Regions from separate parts of the Anas platyrhynchos genome. Here region 1 is linked to region 2. Evidence: chromatin contacts called from public Hi-C data. All regions are on one chromosome and are shown on one strand. Each heading gives the region's core, a stretch centred on a gene start, on an enhancer-like site or on the middle of the called end of the contact. The rest is flanking DNA. Distances are from core to core; before and after follow the strand shown.

Region 1 (2,700 bases), core at 118-2,617, 230 kb before region 2:
ATCACAGAATCACAGAATCACAGAATTTCTAGGTTGGAAGAGACCTCAAGATCATCGAGTCCAACCTCTAACCTAACACTAACAGTCCCCACTAAACCATATCCCTAAGCTCTACATCTAAACGTCTTTTGAAGACTTCCAGGGATGGTGACTCCACCACCTCCCTGGGCAGCCCGTTCCAGTGCCTAACAACCCTTTCAGTAAAGAAATTCTTCCTAACATCTAACCTAAAACTCCCCTGGCGTAACTTTAGCCCATTCCCCCTCGTCCTGTCACCAGGCACATGGGAGAACAGGCCAACCCCCACCTCGCTACAGCCTCCCTTAATGTACTTACACAGAGCAATAAGGTCACCCCTGAGCCTCCTCTTCTCTAGGCTGAACAAGCCCAGCTCCTTCAGCCGCTCCTCATAGGACTTGCTCTCCAGATAATCAGGTGCTATTGTTAAAATCTAGAACATAACCACTAAATGAAATCTATTTAGAAGCAAACCATTTTGAAACAGGGAGGAAAACAAACAAAAAATTACAGTGTTCCATTTCAAGAACATTGGGCTGGAATTGAGAACACTGGTACTTCAAAGTACTTTGATGTACTTTTTTTTGAATGTAGTGGAACGGATATGTTCCTATAGAAAGTTTTTGTATTGATGAATCTGCATTTTCTCATTATATATATATATAAGCCAGCTCTAATCCTGAGCACATGGAGTTGAGTTTTTGCACCATCCCAAAATAAAGTGATAGATAAGATTATCTGTAAATCATCTTCCCACCCCACAGGCAGATAGGACATATCAGTGCTGTTTGCAGCATCAAAACTTTTACAATATCCTTTAGTAGCTTGTGCTTCAGCTTCTGTCTTTTCCTTTAGCACATACAATGCAGTGGGACCAAACTAGCCAAAAATCCTTTGTGCAAAGCACTATGTAATACATGTTCAAAAGACATTCTTTTGCCTGTGTCAGCAGGATTATAGGAGAATGAAACCAAAACAAATGAATGTAGGATTGGAATGAGTGTATTCATAATTCTCCTAATACTTAACCTATCATTGACTAGCAGGTGCTAGAAGGATGTGACTGTACAGATACACCAACGTGTTTCATGCCAGCTCAGCAGTATTTCTGTGGTTTTCAGTAGTTTCTTCCAGCTGGAGTCTCTGCCATCCTCTGAAGTCCTGTTTAAACGGAGCAGTAAGTTCTGATGAGAATTAGCAGCCTCCTGTGTCTTCCAAAAGTTCATCCTTGCTTTTCAAGAGACAGGTGAATGCTCAGGGCTGCTGGACCGGGGGAAGGATACGTCCAGCACCCTTGCTGCAACACGCCAGCCCAACCCCTGCTGAAGAGGGAGCATGCCATCGTGTGGCGGTACAACCTCACTACATCGGTGCAATTTTTCACCACCGTATCAGATATAACTGGTGATAACTGTACGATGAGGGGGGAACCTCCGGATCCTTCCGATTTCCCTGTTCTCTCTGGTCTACTCAAGGACGTTTTAAGGTTTTTTGTGTGTCTCTAGTATTGCTCCATTTTACCCAGAAGTTTTGGAGGCTCTTACTGGCAAAATAAATAATAAATGAAATGAAATGAAATGAAATAAATAAAATAAAATAAAATAAAATAAAATAAAATAAAATAAAATAAAATAAAATAAAATAAAATAAAATAAAATAAAATAAAATAAAATAAAATAAAATCCCACAAAATAACATAAAATAAAATAAAATAAAATCCCACAAAATAACATAAAATAAAAAATAAAATAATTAATTGAAGGATGAAGGCTGGGGTGCTGCCATGCAAATGTGACTTTGTCCCCTCTGATGCAGAGAAGTCCTCCTCATCGGCCCTTTGTGATGTCTTGGGCATCATGGACATGGGAGATGCCAACTTCACCATCGTGGTTCTACTGAGAGGATCTTGGCAAAGTGCATTTTGCCAGGTAGAGGCTCGTTTTGGCTGTCAGTGGGGACTGAAGTGCCCTGAGCTTCCCCATGCATGGCTTCCCCCTGCCTGACCTGTGCTTCTCCTTGTTCTTATTCTGGGTCTTTCCTGGAAGGCCATGGCAGAGCAGGGACATTGCCACGGGGAGAGGGCTGCAGGAAGAACTGACACATGGATACACTACTCCTCACAGCAATTTAAGGGCAGCCAACAAACAAGTTGGGGCTCTGAGGATGACTGATGTCGCAGCCCACTAACAGAAGGATAACTCAGTAACAACCTTTGGAATGCACAAGTGCAGCCAAACTCAGATGCCTACTATTCGTTTGAAAACTAGGCATAAACACAAAATATCTCCTGTGTTGATAATGTTATTGACTTCCATACTCTCGAATTCCCAACACTGCATTTGTTCTGTTGATGACAGTATTCAGTTATTAAACTTCTGCAGAACTTCTTGTGTTTCATACCCTGGAGCGCACACACAGCAGGAAAAGGGCCAAAGCAGGATGGGGGAATCACTGGCTGGGGATGTGGGAAGGGTTGCTGGAGGAAATCATTTGTCTTTGAGTAAGTTTTTCGAGGTGAAAGAGCTAGACAAAACAGAGTGGCTTTCCAAACTTTGCAAAAAGTTGACATGTCTTTAGAGGTTGACTTTCCTAAATGCTTTCTTGCCTGTGACATTTCCATCATCTCCAGACAGATTGTTTTAAATCTAATCCTTGGACCGCTGCAGTATTGATCGCAGGCAG
Region 2 (2,700 bases), core at 157-2,656:
CCTGCCTCCAAAGGAGACTGAATCACAAGCAAGTCAGCCCCCCTCAGCTTCCCATTAAAAGACTTCAAGCTACTATCTATACTTTCCCCCCCTCCTCTGCCACAAGCTCCTCCTTTCTAACACAAATCTCACAGCACACAGACACACGCACTCCCAGGAAGCAAGCAGCAGTGTTGTGATGTGTTGAAACCAGTGAGATTCAGCTCTTGCTAATGACACTTTTTCCATTAGCAAACTGCAATTGGCAGCTCTTATCTGCTCCTTTTGCAACACTCACCTAAAGGACATGCCAGGCTAGACTTCACATTAGGTCACAAAGTTAGGGCAGATATCCCAAAAGCAAAGCGACCCCAGTAGCCATTCCTGAGCAAAATAATCACCCTGCTCAACTGCAAACGGAGACCTGGTATGTTTTCATTGACTCATACACACATCCACAAAGAACAGATGCAGAAAGCTAATTTTAAAGTAGCTAAAGCAGCTGCACATAGTTATAAAACTTATACAGGACTCCCCACCTTCAAAGCACTGTGTATTTAAGTGCTGTGCACAACTCAAAACAAGTGCTGTGAATAGTTTTAGTTTCCTATTTTACAACATATTTAGAAATGAGACACATCTTATCCTGCTTTAAGCAATCATAGGCTGAGTATAATTCATAATGTGCACCTAATGCTTCCTTTATCTGAGTTTGGGATTTCTGAAACAGTCAGGAGATGTATATAAGAGCAAAGGAATCTGGCCCATTGCAAAACACTTTAAATTTCTGTGTTAGCTTTCTCTTACATCCTCAGCCATCCCAGTCTCCTAACCTAGCTCCTTTCACTCACTCCTCAGAGAAAGGCAGCACAAACCCAGCTACAAACAGAAGTTAAAACATTTCCCATCCTTGTTCCCAAAGTTACTCAGAGCCTACTCCACTGAAACAGTTTTGCTCAGGGTTATTGAGGCAGGCTTTTAACAAACTCAAAATCCTCTTACAGAAGGATCCTTTCCATCAGATTACTTTAAAAGGATTAAAATCACTCCCTGTGTAACTCTCCCAGATCTGCTCCCGTCCACTTTCCTTGTGCCGTCCCCGCACACCGTAACAAGAGCTCCCGGCTGGGTCAGCACTTCTCCCCTACCTGAGAAGTCTGCCGAAGTCCTAGCAAAGTTGCTGCAAGCTGTCAAGCACATCAGTCCCATGAGAAAGGCAGAGGTAGGAAACACATCTGGGCAGCACATCCTTAGGTATCCTCACGGCTTGTTTTCTTCCAGAGAGAAGGAAAGCGCTCTCTGCCCCAGCCCGACACTCATCGCCCGGAGAAAACTCTTAGTCCCATAGCTTGGAAGGATCGCAGCCAGCAGCCAGGAAGGAAAACCACTCACACACACACACACACATCCCTTGGAGTGAATGAATCCGACTGAGTGAGGCTGACGAATGAGACAGACCTACCTGAGCCTTGGCGGAGGTCCCAGGGTCCTAAAAGCCATCGCTTTTTCGCCCAAATTTGCTGCGGGCTCCTCGCGTGCAGCTGTCCAGCAGCGGCAGGGCAGGGGGGTGAAAAAGCTAGGGGGATTCCTTGGGGGGTTGTTTTAGAGAAGTCGCTGTTATTTCAGGCACCCTGGGATCTTTCCTCTCTGGTGCAGACGGACAGAAGGATGGGCAGTGTTTTCAAAGGAGGGAGCCCGGGACAAAGCATCTGAATTTGCGTAGATTTTTGGAAGGATGGGCACTTGCTGCTGCAGTCAGGGTGAGAAGTGGTGTCCTGCCAGACCGGTGACAGGACAACTCTTCAGCAATGCCCAGCCTTACAGCTGATCTCACAGTGGAAGAGATTTTGGACTAGTATCACTGGGATCAAACCCTCCTGGATCTGTGCCGGACTGGGGCTGGTGTCAGTCCACACACCCAAAATCCTCCTTCCTTTTGAAAGCAGCCAGACAGGCCAGTCTTCATCTATCCCCCTGCACACTTCTTCCCTCCACCAAGCTCAACAGAGGATTTTCATGCAGTTCATAACCTTTTCAGACCAGGAGACCTGTCTCCTGCTATAGCCATTGCTTTAACCTCCAAACAGCACGGGCTTAGCTGCTCACCCAAGCTCTGCTCACACTTCAGAGCCAAAAGAAGGCTTCAGATCACCTGGAAGCACATTCAGTACTTTATTTTACCTGATCTCCATCCATACACACAATCTACACACATACATCCATACACATGTACTCCTTGGGTACAGGAGAGAGATCCTGGCCTTGCTCATCAGCATTAGCAGCATTTCAGGCTTTGTGTATAAATAATGGACATAACTGATATATCTAGGCTAGAGCAGAATGATGGTGCAGAGAACATGCAGATGGTTTTGACAGGCAAAGCCAACAGCCCTTAGCAGTCTGGGGGTACACACCCAAACCCACAGAGCAGCACAGTGTGGGGTTGCCAGGAAAGGGGGAGGCAGGCACACAGCTTCTGGACAAAGCTGCACCTTCTCCACACCAAAAATAACCAGAGTGGGAACATCCAAGGAAAAGCCACAACTGGTTTTTACTCTTCTGTCCTGCTCATCCACATGGAAATAAGCCAAACTTTCACCTCAGAACTGAAAAGCATAAGGGGCTTCAGCCCAAACACCTCTATTTTTTTATTTTTTTTTTCAGAGCTGAGTGCCCTTGTAAAGAGCTTCTTATGCTGAAGTTTCAAACAATGTTTCGGCT

Evidence for each region. A called contact is a pair of places that touch in the nucleus more often than the background predicts.
Region 1: a Hi-C map of liver shows a contact between it and region 2, with 2.5 times the contacts expected there. The contact joins the enhancer-like site here to the promoter of EVA1A in region 2. A contact is called at or near these places in 3 of 8 Hi-C or Micro-C datasets (F1 follicle, liver and subcutaneous adipose tissue).

What each region holds. Positions count from the first base shown.
Region 1 is chr3:113,871,373-113,874,072 of IASCAAS_PekinDuck_T2T, reverse strand. No RefSeq gene overlaps it. Among named protein-coding and RNA genes, the nearest start is that of EVA1A, 230 kb to the right of the region's middle. Within about 2 kb of position 1,367, at least 1 of the 8 cell types and tissues checked has an H3K27ac peak or open chromatin away from gene starts, as enhancers often do. A contact at or near this core is called in F1 follicle, where this site is marked.
Region 2 is chr3:113,638,169-113,640,868 of IASCAAS_PekinDuck_T2T, reverse strand. EVA1A (eva-1 homolog A, regulator of programmed cell death) reads right to left here and starts at 1,406. Exons shown (of 8, transcript XM_013093401.5): 1 at 1,128-1,406. The coding sequence starts at 1,227.